Linked DNA regions of Mus musculus: region 1 is linked to region 2. Evidence: chromatin contacts called from public HiChIP or PLAC-seq data. All regions are on one chromosome and are shown on one strand. Each heading gives the region's core, a stretch centred on a gene start, on an enhancer-like site or on the middle of the called end of the contact. The rest is flanking DNA. Distances are from core to core; before and after follow the strand shown.

Evidence for each region. HiChIP or PLAC-seq counts read pairs in DNA pulled down with a chosen protein or histone mark.
Region 1: a contact with region 2 is called in an H3K4me3 HiChIP or PLAC-seq map of bone marrow-derived macrophages, with 5 times the contacts expected there. The contact joins two enhancer-like sites. A contact is called at or near these places in 2 of 115 datasets of contacts at active chromatin or transcription factors (bone marrow-derived macrophages and pancreatic cancer cells).

Annotation. Positions count from the first base shown.
Region 1 is chr2:94,250,719-94,253,418 of GRCm38.p6, forward strand. Mir670hg (a long non-coding RNA gene) reads right to left here. Exons shown (of 8, transcript XR_003953878.1): 2 at 1-1,797. Among named protein-coding and RNA genes, the nearest start is that of Mir670, 9.3 kb to the right of the region's middle. Within about 2 kb of position 1,438, at least 4 of the 459 cell types and tissues checked have an H3K27ac peak or open chromatin away from gene starts, as enhancers often do. A contact at or near this core is called in bone marrow-derived macrophages, where this site is marked.
Region 2 is chr2:93,468,963-93,471,662 of GRCm38.p6, forward strand. It overlaps Gm10804 (predicted gene 10804), which reads left to right. Exons shown (of 5, transcript NR_040532.1): 5 at 1-912. Among named protein-coding and RNA genes, the nearest start is that of Cd82, 7.8 kb to the left of the region's middle. Within about 2 kb of position 1,354, at least 120 of the 459 cell types and tissues checked have an H3K27ac peak or open chromatin away from gene starts, as enhancers often do. A contact at or near this core is called in bone marrow-derived macrophages, where this site is marked.

The sequences.
Region 1 (2,700 bases), core at 188-2,687, 780 kb after region 2:
GCACACTATAGAGGCCAAGTAGCAAGAGCTTCAGAGGCACAGACCACAGGAAGAAAAGAATGACCCAAGGGATGCTTAGAGACAATTGTGGGGGGTTTAGCTTGTGATGGACAGTGATCTATCTCCCAGAACTCAGGAGGCAGAGTCAGTACTATCACGAACTAATGAGGCTTTAGTGGATCAAAATTAGCAGAACACTCTACCCATAAGTCATCATTGCCATTGTCTGTTGATCTAGTAGCTTAAGTCTGATAGGCCAATAATAGGGAATGTGGCTTGTGCTTCTGTAGTTCTCATCCCATAGATCTATGCTGTGAAACACAGAGGAAGCACTGGCTAACATACCTGACTCATGTTTGCACTTCTTGGCAAGTATCTATTGATTTTTTAAAGGTATCTATTGATTAATGAATTCATTTTGAATTATGTTGTTAAGAAGGGAGACTCGGCTTACATATAAAAACCCCTAGTATCTCATTGATAGTACTTGGTAATAATTCTATGTTATTCCTAAATATGGAAAAAAAGGAGGGACTACATTTATGTTTTGTCTGAGTATTGAGGAGAGAACCCAGGGTCTCACACATACTACACAAGTTCTTCACCACTGAGCTGTAGGCTCAGCTTTTTTTTTATTTTATTCTGAGATATGTCTTACTAAGTCACCTGGGCTGGCCCTAAACTCATTCTGTTGCCCAGGTAGGTCTTGAAATGACAATCTTTGTGCCTCAGTTTCCCATGTAGTTGGGCTTATAGGAATGTGCCAGTAAGGCCTGTCTGATTTTTTTAAGAGAGAGAGAGAGAGAGAGAGAGAGAGAGAGAGAGAGAGAGAGAGAGATTCAATGACATTCCCAACTTCTGATGTAACCAATCTTCAGCATCAGCTTTGCTTCCCAGAGTGGTGTGGAGCCCCACTAAAATTCCTCGCTGTTCTGGGGTTCCCTGCAAGGGCTCAAGTCAAGAGGGACTGAACAGGGGACAAACCTTGCTGTCTCCTAAGGTGGGTTTTCATCAGCACTGGATTTCTGAGGTCATTACAAAGGACCCCAGACACTGTCACTTACCTCATCATCTGGTGGCTTGTGGTCTTGTGACCCATGAAGAAAAAAAGCCTTGGGTCTCCAGAGGAAACATCTACAGTGAAGCCATCACAATGTGGTAGAATGAAATGCACATTTAATTGGAGGACAAAAAAACTAGGGGATTCCATTCTGTATTGAAGGGCAATCCAATTCAGAACATCTTTCTCCCTCTCTTCCTCCCTGCCCCCATATTCTTAATCAGTCCCAACAGTCACAAGTAAAGCTTCACTAGGTCTGACTGGGATTAAGGGATTTCTGGTCTTTCCATCTGGTTTCAATGACATCACACTCAGCTGTATTTTGGGTCTCTTCCCTGAGCATGGTGGCTCCAGCAGAGCACGCTCTGACTTCCTTTTTAGAAAAGGGAACTTTTTCTCCGGTTTTCCTGATCAAGGGACTGAGTGTTAACTGAGTCTGGTGTGAAGAGGAGACAGAGGAAAAGGAAGTAAATGGTAGCCATCTGGATATGATTCAAGGGGAGCCTGCCAGAGACAAAGCCATGCCCCATGGGAGAGACACCTCAGAGAGAGCTGAGTGGGTGATTAATGGAGAAGAGGTGGTGGTGTCAGGAGGGGATTGTTATGGCGAGGGTTAATAGAAAGATGAAGGTGAGCAGCAACATTGCAGAAAGCACGAGGCAAAGGATGACATGCGTCCTGGGTGTCTGAGAACTGCTCTGAAAACTCATCTGGTCTCCTCTTGGTCTTTGGTGCTCCTACAACAAGCGAGAGCAAAAGGACATGATGTCAGCAATCCACATTCCATTGCCCACAATCCCCTGCAGCATTCGGCTCTAGGCTAGCCCCTCCCACTCCATTCCTGGCATTGGTTAGACTTTCCTAGAAATGAGAGGAGTCCAATGGGGAAGAATATTCTTGGCTACAGTTGGGCAAAAGGATGGGCATCTTCACCAGCAGGTAGCCAAATATGTCTTTACTCCCACCTGGCAATATCTGGAACTATTCATAAAGAAGCCCCATTTCTAGCAAAGTGGAGTTTGTGGTATTAACAATTCAAACTGAAAAGCAGCTGTTCCACCAGCAGCTAAAGGCTGGGGGGCAGGGTTTACATTATGGGCAAATATTTTTAGCTTACCCACTCTGTCTGGGTCAGTGATACCCAACCAATCACAGAGAAGGCACCACTAAAAAGCTGTCTTGCTAGCTCTATACTCTCAGTAGGCATCATTATGAACCTATTATGACATCATGGCCAGCAGGGAAAGGGACAGCTAACGAGAGGTCTTGAGCTGGAAGAAGGAGAGCTAGGTGTGATTTGGAGGCATAGTCTCAGTGTATAGTTGAGACACACAGCAAGTGAAACTAGAGACCAGCATCTGGCCCAAAGCAGGAGTGAGAGAGAGCCCTGTTACTTATCCATATCTCAAATCCCTGGGAAGAATCAGTGTAGACATGCTCTGAGGTTCTCCTGGGTAGGTTGGAAATATTTACATCTTCACCCTCATATGGCCAGGAGCACTGAAGTAATAATTGGCCCAAAACAGTTCCAAGGCCCTAGATAGCTCCTAAAGTTGGACTGGTAAGAGATTATCCCTAAGACAAGTGCCTAGTGTGCTTTCTAGTTCAAATGCTAATGACAGGTAAACGATAAAGCAATC
Region 2 (2,700 bases), core at 104-2,603:
TCCCCTTCGTCCCCTCCCCCTAGTCTCTTCTCCTTTCACCTTTGCTCAGAAAAGAGCACACCACTCCAGAGCATCAACCAGACATGCACAACAAGCTACAGTAAGTAAGACAGGCACATATTCTCACATCGAGGCTGGGCAAGGCCACCCAGTAGGAGGAAATGAGCCCCAAAGGCAGGCAGAAGAGCCAGAGAGAGCCCCTGTTCCCACTCTTAGGACAAGACCTAGCTCAGACCCCTGCAGGTTCCCTGATCTCTTTGAGCCCCGTGAGTCCTGGTCAGTTGATTCTGTGGGCCCTTTTGTGTGATGTCCTTGATCCCTGCGGCTACTCCAGCCCTTCTTCCCCCTCTTCTGCAGGACCCCCGAGCTCCGCCTAGCGTTTGGCTGTGGGACAGTGCACCTGTTCCCATCAGTTGCTTCATGAAGTCTCCCTGGTCTCTCTGGGGACGATGATGCCAGATTTAATAACGGGATGCTACACTCTACATTTCATGAAGCATATTCATTATTTGGTGATCTCTGCACCTGGGTCACTAGTCCATCAATGTCTTCATTCACAGTTTCCTGTCAAAACTGCTTTTTTTTTTCCTTCGCAGGCATCAGCTGGACCCCAAGGTGGGGTCTAGGCACTCCAAACCTTCATGAACCTACACCTTAGTAGCTGTGAGTTTATTTATTCTTTTTGTTTGCTTATTTGTTTGTCTTGAAACCGGCTCTCTCTATTGTGTCTCTCCGGCTGTCCTGGAACTCACTATGTTAAGCAGACTGGCCTCACAGAAATCCACCTACGTCTAGCTTCTAAATGTTATTCTATTTCTTTTAAAACGTATTTATCCATTTATTTATTTTGAGACAGACCTCACTACATGGACAGAGTGCTGGGATTAAAGATGCGTGTCACCATGCCTGAACAAGATCTGTTTCTATGATTCTTATTTAATGTATGCGCGTGTGTATGAATACCGTTGAGTGTGTGGGCTCCCAAGGAAGCCAGAAGAGGGTGTCTGATCCCTTCAACTTCAGTTTTAGACTGTTGTGAGCTGTTAGCGTGGGTGGGTGCTGGGAATTGAACCGGGGTCTTCTGCGTGAGCAGTACAAGGTTTGAACCCAGTAGAGCACGCTGGAAGCCACTACCCACGGCCCTCACGTTCCCTGTGAGGGCTGCTGGGGTAGCAAAGCTGACACAGAGGAGCCCCGTGCTGTGTGGCTTTTTGTGGGCACATGTGAGCAAACATCTGTTCACCTCAGCGCAGGCACACACAATACCAAACCAAAGAAACAGATCCAGCCAGGAGTTACTCCAGAGAGCACGAGTGACTCTCAGGCAGCTGTAGCAGCAACAGAAGCCCTTCCCAGAAGGGGCGGAGTCTCAGGAAGGCTGCCTCCTGGAGCTCCTAACACACAGGCAACTCTACTGGAGTCTCTTCTTCCTGGCAAAGATACTTTATAACTGCAGGGAGGAAGGGGTCTTGGGAATCCTGCACCCCGCGGAGCATCAGGAGCCTAGATCGCCTCCCTAGCAGTCTGAATCTTCCCAGCCTCCTTCCTCCCCGCGGGAGGGGAAGTTTCGGTTCAGAGGAAGCAGCTGCACGAAGCTCCCTTAAACAATTTCACGTCCACTCCCCGTCCACCCAGAGGTGGATGAGAAGGTGTAGGAGAGGGAGAAGCAGGAAAGACAGCCCCTGCTCCCCCCAAACACCTGAGCTGGGGGTGGGGTACGCACAGCAGGAGAGCTTTCCCCAAGCCAAACCCAGGGTCAAACAAAATACCCTCAGCCTCCAGCTGGTACTCGCTAATCCCCATGCTCCAGAGAAGGCAGGCCAGCCTGGTCTACATCTGTGGTGTCGGTAGCCCCAAAGCCTATGGTGGGGCCACATAGACGTTTCCTCCCTGAGACTTGAGTTGGGAAAGTTTTGAGTCTGTTGCCAGCATTTAAAAACTGGGAGATTTCACATTAATATTCAACTGTTATGTTTTCTGCGGTGGGAAAAAAGAAAAAGGAAAAGAAAGAAAAAAGGACTCTCTTGATGTGAGCTGGGACTGGGTAACAGCTGCAACCTCTTGGTAGACCCAGGCTGCTGCTGGACAGACAGCCCTGGGCCACAGCCAGACAGAGGGGGCTGCAGTTGGCCCACTCCAGTTGCAACATCCAGGGTCCAGATGGCCATAGCTTCTGAGCCTCTGACACTCACTTCACCCATGTCTCTCCTTTCTGTCACCTGCAGGGTTCCTATGGGACATGAGTTCCTAGAGGAATCCATAGATACTGGTTACCCTTCATACTGTGTCATGCAGTGTTCTGGTGTGGGATGGCTCTCACCCAGGCTGCTTTCTTACCATGTTACCTCTGCACTGGCCCCTCTGTGCTGGTTTCCTCCCCAGTGCTGGTTTCCTCACCCCTGAGCTCTTGCCAGTTACAGGAAATATGAGGGAAACAGCTCCTTGCTCTAAAACGAGGTCATCTACCTCCCCCTAGTGTCCACAGTTGTCAGTGCAGCGAATCTTCTGGCCTGTATCTCTATCATCAGGTGTGTGTGTGTGTGTGTGTGTGTGTGTCTTTTGTGAGAGACAGACAGGGAGACATACAGGGATAAAGACAGAGTTTGTGTTTCTGTGTGTGTTGTCACCTCCTTCAACTAGTTAAGGTCTCATGTTAACTCCCTATGGCTGGGAACCAGAAGAAAGAATTTGGACCCCACC